3 separate regions of the Macaca mulatta genome follow, and regions 2 and 3 are each linked to region 1. The links are chromatin contacts, called in public Hi-C maps. All regions are on one chromosome and are shown on one strand. Each heading gives the region's core, a stretch centred on a gene start, on an enhancer-like site or on the middle of the called end of the contact. The rest is flanking DNA. Distances are from core to core; before and after follow the strand shown.

What was found. A called contact is a pair of places that touch in the nucleus more often than the background predicts.
Region 2: a Hi-C map of fetal cortex germinal zone shows a contact between it and region 1, with 2.8 times the contacts expected there. The contact joins the promoter of PPP2R3C here to the promoter of NFKBIA in region 1. A contact is called at or near these places in 5 of 14 Hi-C or Micro-C datasets (blood, cortical neurons, fetal cortex germinal zone and 2 more).
Region 3: a Hi-C map of CD4 T cells shows a contact between it and region 1, with 4 times the contacts expected there. The contact joins the promoter of FAM177A1 here to the promoter of NFKBIA in region 1. A contact is called at or near these places in 2 of 14 Hi-C or Micro-C datasets (CD4 T cells and liver).

What each region holds. Positions count from the first base shown.
Region 1 is chr7:108,522,033-108,524,732 of T2T-MMU8v2.0, reverse strand. It overlaps NFKBIA (NFKB inhibitor alpha), which reads left to right and starts at 1,345. Exons shown (of 6, transcript NM_001257750.1): 1 at 1,345-1,661; 2 at 2,272-2,380. The coding sequence starts at 1,435.
Region 2 is chr7:108,241,032-108,243,731 of T2T-MMU8v2.0, reverse strand. It overlaps PPP2R3C (protein phosphatase 2 regulatory subunit B''gamma), which reads left to right and starts at 1,355. Exons shown (of 14, transcript XM_077940897.1): 1 at 1,355-1,443. PRORP (protein only RNase P catalytic subunit) reads right to left here and starts at 1,104. Exons shown (of 9, transcript XR_013396186.1): 1 at 972-1,104; 2 at 1-394.
Region 3 is chr7:108,163,134-108,165,833 of T2T-MMU8v2.0, reverse strand. It overlaps FAM177A1 (family with sequence similarity 177 member A1), which reads right to left and starts at 1,426. Exons shown (of 5, transcript NM_001266493.1): 1 at 1,214-1,426. The coding sequence starts at 1,375.

The DNA of each region.
Region 1 (2,700 bases), core at 96-2,595:
AGTGTGCTTTATTTTGCCTGTACCAATTCTACCAAGTAGATGAATTCAGTCCATGGCTTGCAGGCTTGGAGGTGGAGGTGGGATGGAGAGCATAAATTACATTTCTGCAGGTGAAACCAGAGCATAGTGAGCCAAAACCCCTTTCTACCTGGGTGGCATGAATGGGTCCAACTGCTACTATCCCCCAGGACGAGGGAGCAAGGCGGGGGGGGGGCAGGATGGGAGGATGGGGCTGCCTTGAGCCTCCTGCAGGATGACTGGCAACTACTTTCTTAGCGGTCCTTAAGGTCCAATCGCGGTTAAGGCACTAACTAAACTCATTCTTCAGCCTCCTTCTCTAAGTGCTCCTCGAATTGCTCAGTTTAGATGCCCAGAAGTAGGCTCAGGATCCATTCTCTGCGGCAGCACAATGTAGGTCAGATAGCATGAATGCAACAGCTACTTATGAACACAATAGCTACTCTGTTATTGCAAGGTATCCACAACCACCACTACAAAGATTAACACCTTGCTTTACTTGGGGGGAAAAAAAAAAATCATGGTCCTATTCAGCAGTTTCCCCATACAGGGAGAGTTTGCCCCTCCCCCACTCAACAAGGCTGTTCATCCCTAGGAAGTGATTGGAAGTGATTTGAGAGTTTTCCAAAGATTTAGGCTTTCCACTCCTCCAAAGCTTTCACAGTTCTACCTGGCAGAGGTGCGTGGGGGGTAGGGGAGGAAGGGCGCGAAGCTAAACGTCCCCGTTCTGCAATGAGCCTGATATTAGCAGAAACACAAGAGCGGCCTGCAGCCCCATAACCACAGTGCGTCCTTCCCCTTAGAAGTCTGGGGAAAGAAAATCCCTACGCCCAGCCATCATTTCCACTCTTGCGTTTTCAAAAGATCAAAAAACGGAAAGGACCGGCAGGTTGGCAAACCCCAAAGAGGGACCGCCCATCATGTCGGCGTCCTTGGGATCTCAGCAGCCGACGACCCCAATTCAAATCGATCGTGGGAAACCCCAGGGAAAGAAGGTTCACTTGCAGAGAGACAGGATTACAGGGTGCAGGCTGCAGGGAAGTACCGCGGGGAAGGGGGCCTGGTCGGAAGGACTTTCCAGCCACTTGGCACTCATCAAAAAGTTCCCTGTCCGTGACCCCAGTGGCTCATCGCAGGGAGTTTCTCCGACGAACCCCAGCTCAGGGTTTAGGCTTCTTTTTCCCCCTAGCAAAGGACGAAGCCAGTTCTCTTTTCTGGTCTGACTGGCTTGGAAATTCCCCGCGCCTGACCCCGCCCCAGAGAAATCCCCAGCCAGCGTTTATAGGGCGCCGCGGCGGCGCTGCAGAGCCCACACCAGCCCGTGCCGCCGTCCCGCCCGCCAGCGCCCTAGCGAGGAAGCAGCGCGCAGCCCGCGGCCCAGCGCACCCGCAGCAGCGCCCGCAGCTCGCCCGCGCCATGTTCCAGGCGGCCGAGCGCCCCCAGGAGTGGGCCATGGAGGGTCCCCGCGACGGGCTGAAGAAGGAACGACTGCTGGACGACCGCCACGACAGCGGCCTGGACTCCATGAAGGATGAGGAGTACGAGCAGATGGTCAAGGAGCTGCAGGAGATCCGCCTCGAGCCGCAGGAGGTGCCGCGCGGCGCGGAGCCCTGGAAGCAGCAGCTCACCGAGGACGGGGACTCGTAAGTGGCGCAGACCCGGAGCCGGGGGTCCTCGGGAGGGCCGGATGCGCGCGGCCGGGGAGTGGGAGACGCCGGGCCTGGAGCCCGACCTGGGGAACTAGCGATGCAGCCGGGCTGGCGCCGCGGCGCCCCGGGGCTCCTGCACCGCCCCGAACGCTGCAGGGCTGCAGGGCCGCGCGGGGCACCGGCCCGACTCGGAGGGGCGGCGGCTGGGCCCTGGTGGACGGCAGCGTCGCCACACGCCCCCTCCCCCCAGGCCTGTCCTCTAGGCCGGGGGCGGGGCGGCAGCTGGGACGCGAAGTCCCCGGTTGCATAAGGCGTTTCTGGCCGCTGGCGGGCGCCGAGCAGCCGGGAGGGGAAGTACAGGGCGTTCCGAGCTGGCGGGAGGGCGGGGCGGTCTGGCCGGCGCCCGCCGGGGCCGCGGGGGGAGGGGGGCGGAAAGTCCCTGGGCGCCTGCCAGGAACACTCAGCTCATAATAACCTCGCGGAAAACACCGCGGCCTCGGCCTCCAGAAACCCCGGCCTTGCGCAATCCCCCGCAGCCCGCGCCTCCCTGGGCCCCACGCGGTGCACTCACCACCCCTGGGGTTTTTCCCTCTCTTCCCCACAGGTTTCTGCACTTGGCCATCATCCATGAAGAAAAGGCACTGACCATGGAAGTGATCCGCCAGGTGAAGGGAGACCTGGCCTTCCTCAACTTCCAGAACAACCTGCAGCAGGTGCGCCGCTTGCCTGGCCCGGGCTCTCTAACTCTGGGATGGAACTGATGTAGCAAAGTCACCCCAGATCCTTTCTGAATTCAGGGCCACTGGGCATTATTCACCCTCACCTTTTACTTCACGTCAGCCCACATCCTAGAGAGTGAAGGAAATTCCACTGATTTGGTGAGGTCTTTGTGACCCACCTGGAGTCTCTGCTATTTGCCAGTCCTCCCCACCCGCCTGTCCAGGAGGAGCAGCACCCAACCAGGAGACACGGGTTCAGGGGAACTCAGGGTGTGGGTTTGGTCCCTGGCTTACTTTCTCTGGTCTCTCCTGCA
Region 2 (2,700 bases), core at 106-2,605, 280 kb after region 1:
GAGAGAGACATAAGAGTGCCCTGGGCCTAGCCCAAGGTATGGGTTGCTCTTCCAAAGCTTAGGAAAGCTTCGAATACCAAACAAATAGAAAGTCATTATGCAGTGAGATCAGCACCAGATAGTGAGAGAGATGTTGGAAAAAAACCCTCTTCTATAGCAAAATTAAAGGGATTGGTGGTCGGCAGTGGAGAGTCGAAGTGCAGCTTTTTAAAAGAAGATTTGTGTTTCTTCCTTACAGACAAATCAAAGTTCTGCTTTTGGGGTTACTTAATAGCAAGAAGGCAGGTGAGTTTTCTCTATTAAACAACAATCCGGGGATGTCCAACGTCGCAAGCCGCAAACCAGGGGACAGAGCAGGAATCCTCTGGTGCCTCTTACATTCCAGTTCATGAACCTGAGGAAAAAGCACAAGAAGGAACGCCCAGTTTTACTCACGTGGATCACAGTTGTCCTGAAAAGGAACAGATTCCCACGGGAAGCTTGCTGGAAAGGGCGTATAAAGCCAAAACCGTATCCAGGAGCCTCCAACTCCAGCCCACCAGCAACAGCGGCGAAAGCCAAAGTCTAGGGGCCCTCACCCTGCATAACTCTCCAAAGACCGCAAAGCTCCTCCGATGGAGGGATGCGGAGGGAGGAGGTGGCGAGTCAGGTGCGCCAACGACTCGGGAAAGGAAGAGAGATCCAGGAAGGGCGCTGCCTAGACTGCGTACCTATCGCTGACAAACGAAGTTCACTTCATTCAACAACTCAACGCGGCACTCAGGCTTAACGCGGCCATAAACGCGGCGGGAACTACAGTGCCCACTATGCACCGCGCCAGCCCCGGCCGACTGACGAGACTGACCCGGACTTAGGCGTTCCGCCTGGGCTGGCGGCGAGGAAAAAAGGCAATTTTGAAGCATTTTGTGGCAAAAGGGGTAAGAGACGGCTGCGGAAGCGTCTACTACATTCAGGGGACCTGGAGGACTTACAGATATCCGCAATGAACAATGAAAAGAAATTGTGAAAGAAAGCGCTTCCCTCAAGCCGGAATCAATTAACTTCTGAGTCACGTGGTGCGCACGCGCCAAAGGCGCACGATAAAGGAAAACGCGGGCTTATCCTGCCTTTTAAAATCGGGCTTGGTGAGTTTGGGACGCCTCCTGAAGGGGAACCATTTTCCATCTCTTTCATAGCTTTGCCCCAGTCAGCGTGGTAGCGGTATTCTCCGCGGGAGTGACAGTAATTGTTTTTGCCTCTTTAGCCAAGACTTCCGCCCTTGTTCAAGATGGTGGTTGAGCGGCCTTCCTAACCTTTACGGGGCCTGGCGGTGCTGACGCCTGAGTTGGTAGGGGTGGAGCAGGTAGGAAACAGCAAATGCAGAAGCTGCTGCGCGAGAGTCGGCCATGGACTGGAAAGAAGTTCTTCGTCGGCGCTTAGCGACGCCCAACACCCGTCCAAACAGTGAGTTTTGGGAGGGGCCGTCCGTTGGGATGGCCCGGCCCTAAACTCCTAGAGGTAGGAGGGAGATGGGGAGGAGGAGCAAGGGGGAGCCGCACTTTCCGCTTCTGTGAAACCTCGCGACAAAGGAGGCGGAGTGGAATGTGCTTTAGGGATCCCGATAGGGTTGACCCAAACTTTCCTGGGACGGAGTCTGGGGGAACGAAAAACTTAGCCTTAGTCACTGACTTCCATGGTCTTAATCTAAACTTGTGAAGAATAACTTAGAACCCCGGATCCAACAACGCCTCAACCCCACCAGGACCTGTAATTGTCCTACCGCCTTTTTACTGTCACGCTTTTTGCTTCCCTCCTAATCCATTTTATATTTCATAATCCATTTTTCCTTTTATTTTTCTCCTTCACATTGCTTATTAACTAACCTCGTTAAATCTAGCTTTCCTATTCCACACCCGCACTAAGGGCTGTTGAAAGTGGCTGGAGAAAAACAGAACCTTGTCTCACTTTTTTTTTTTTTTTTTTTTTTGAGACGGAGTCTCTTGCTCTGTCGCCCAGGCTGGCTGGAATGCGGTGGCAGCATCTCAGCTCACTGCAGCCTCCGCCTCCCGGGTTCAAGCGATTCTTCTTCCTCAGCCTCGAGTAGCTGGAACTACAAGCGCGCGCCTCCACGGCGGGTTAATTTCTAGTAGAGACGGGGTTTCACCATATTGGTCAGGCTGGTTTCAAACTCCTGACCTCGTGATCCACCCACCTCGGCCTCCCAAAGTGCTGGAATTACAGTCGTGAGCTGCCGCGCCCCGCCGAGTTATCTCACTTTTAGTACATGTCCACTAAGCTAAAGTAGATGTTTCGGTCATGTCTACCGTGTTTTCCTGGACGTTCATTCTCCTACATTCAATTTTCATCTTCCAAACTGCCAATCTGTGTTTCCCTAGATACACTATTTTTTTTTTTTTTTTAATTCAGGCTCTCCCTCTGTTGCCCAGGCTGGAGTGCAGCAGCACAGTGACGTCTCGCTGCAACCTCGATTTCCTGGGCTCAAAGGATCCTCCCACCTCAGCCTCCTAAGCAGCTGGAAGTACAGGCACACGCCACCACATCCGCTAATTTTTTATTTTTAGTAGCGGTGAGGTCTTGCTATTTTAATAGGGCTGGTCTCGAATTCCTGGCCTCAGGCAGTCTTCCTACCTCCACCTTCCAAAGTGTTGCTATTACAGACGTGAGCGCCCAGGCAACACTCTTTTACAGTCCATTCTTCTC
Region 3 (2,700 bases), core at 177-2,676, 360 kb after region 1:
ACTGCAAGCTCTGCCTCCCGGGTTTACGCCATTCTCCTGCCTCAGCCTCCCGAGTAGCTGGGACTACAGGCACCCGCCACCTCTCCTGGCTAGTGTTTTGTATTTTTTAGTAGAGACGGGGTTTCACCGTGTTAGCCAGGATGGTCTCGATCTCCTGACCTCGTGATCCACCCATCTCGGCCTCCCAAAGTGCTGGGATTACAGGCTTGAGCCACCGCGCGCGGCCCATTAGTAACTTTCATAGGGGCCAGGCGCCGTGGCTCACGCCTGTAATCCCAGCACTTTGGGAGTCCGAGGCGGGCGGATCACAAGGTCAGGAGATCGAGACCATCCTGGCTAACACGGTGAAACCACGTCTCTACTAAAAATACAAAAAAGTTAGCCGGGCGAGGTGGCGGGCGCCTGTAGTCCCAGCTGCTCCGGAGGCTGAGGCAGAAGAATGGCGTAAACCTGGGAGGCTGAGCTTGCAATGAGCCGAGATCGCGCCACTGCACTTCAGCCCGGGAGAGTGTGAGACTCCGTCTCAAAAAATAAATAAATAAATAAATAACTTTCATAGTAATTATAGCTTGAAATTTTTGATAAATTAGATTAAGATATGCTATTAAAATTATTATCATCGGTTTCACTTTTTTTAAAACGTGGCTACTGGAAAATTTGAAATCACAATTTTCAACGCAGCTTGCATTCTATTTCTGTTGGACAGCGCAGCACGGAGCCTCAGTTGCCTCGGGGGTGAAATGGGGATAACACCCACCTCGAGCGGTTACTGTAAGAATTCAGTGAATTAAGGCCGGTAAACGTTTGGCATATGCCAAGCAAAGGGCAGATGCCAAGGCAGGCGCTCGCACTAGAAGAGACTGAGAAGTGGTTGAAGCCGCCCTCACCTGGCTTCCAGCTACTGCAAGGACGGCCTTTGGGGGACACGCCTTCCTTCTTCCTCAGGTAGACCAGAAGCTGGACTATCACCCCCGGAACCCAAGGCCGCCCCAGAGTCTGCTGTGCTGCCAGCCAAGTGGTTGGTGAGTGAGTGGGAGGCCGCTCCTTCCCACAAGCTGGTCTCACTGAGCAGAAACAGGGGTGCAGGGAGGAGGAACTCCAAAACGGGGGCGGCCTGCTCGGAGGACGGCCGGGCAGGCCAAAAGAGCGGCCCGCGGAGAAGGCAAGGAGGCAGCTCGGCTCCCTGGACGCCAGCGTCGGCGGCCCCACCTACCTGCCCCGCAGATTCCCCAAAAGCCGCGGCGGCCGCAACTCCCGAAGGTGCGACGGCTTCTCGTTCCACACGGCCCACTGGCTCCTGGTCCATCGTCGTTGCCACCACAGGGCTGCTGGCGCTGGCGAGAAAGAGGGTAATGGCCGATAAGCCCACTTCCATCCTCGGCCTCCCCGCCCAGTCGCTGGCCGAGCCCGGCTGTCGGGAACTGGGACTCACCGCAGCGCCCGCCTCGCGCCGCGCCCAGCCAAGTCTCTGGGAAAGGTACTAGCGGGCCTTGAGGGGTGGGGCCGGCCTGAGGGGCGTGGCCGGCCCGCGCCTCGCCTAGCCTGCCCGGCCTCGCACCCCGAGACCTGGCCGACTGCAGTCTGGGAGGCGCAACTACCGGCTCGCGCGGGGCGGGGCGGGGCTTTGCGAGGCGTCGCTTCCGGCCAAGCACGCATCCGGAGCTCGTGGATCCCCGCCTGGCACCGCCTGTGACGTCATTCCTGGTACGTGTACCTGAAGCCTGGCGTCTGGACCTCGGCGCAGCCCCCCACCAGCTGCGTCCGGGGCAGTCACCCCGGCAGGACCTCGGTTTCTTTATTTGTAAAATGAGGACAGCTGTGTCGTACTTCAAAAGCTAGTGATCGGATGTGGTTGCTGAAAATGTAAAATGTACGGCTTGTGCTGCACTTTCCATTCCTAACGTGGGTGACAGTCCAGCCAAAATACCCTCAAAGAAGAGCCCCAGGCGTGATTTTTGCTTATTCTTGTCTGAAATACTTAAGTATAACTGTAGAAAATGTTAAGTGAAAAGACCTGAAGGAGAGCAAAGGGCAGTAGTAAGCTTCCATCTTGACAAACGTAAGGAGTGTTATCTGTGTCTTAAAGTCGTGTGCATCCCAGATTTTTTCCGTCTTTCTCAATGTTCAACCAAAGTAAAAAATCATGCAATTACTGCATGACTTCAACATCAAACAAGTCTGAGGTTCTGCAGGTACGTGGTTTATTGTTGTTTTAGCATGACCATTTTCACAAATACGTGGGGGTCAAAACCAAAACATATATTATTTTGGCTATGGGAGCCTTCATTTGATACTTTAAATTCCATTTTCATACCAGTCTTAATTCAGAAATGCTCCCTAGTTATATGACCTCATAAATGTTTTTCATCATAGCAACAGCAGGCCCAAATATTAAATATTGCTCTCTCTTCTGTGCCAAAGTTCGTCTCCTTATCCTCTGCCTAATGTTCTTGTACACTTCCTATCCTTTGTATAACTAGAACCTAAAAACAAAAACAAAAATTTTTAAAACAATCATTTGAAAACCATCTACACTTTAAAAACTAGTTGGAAATGCATAATGCTCTGTATCCTGGTAACAAAATCAAGTTAGGTTGCTGCTGAAGTAAACAAGTTAGTGCATGATCTGACTGTATGGTGTCATTAGCAGGGAGTTGAGACAATCCAAAACAGCAAAACCAAATTCGGCCATAAATTGAA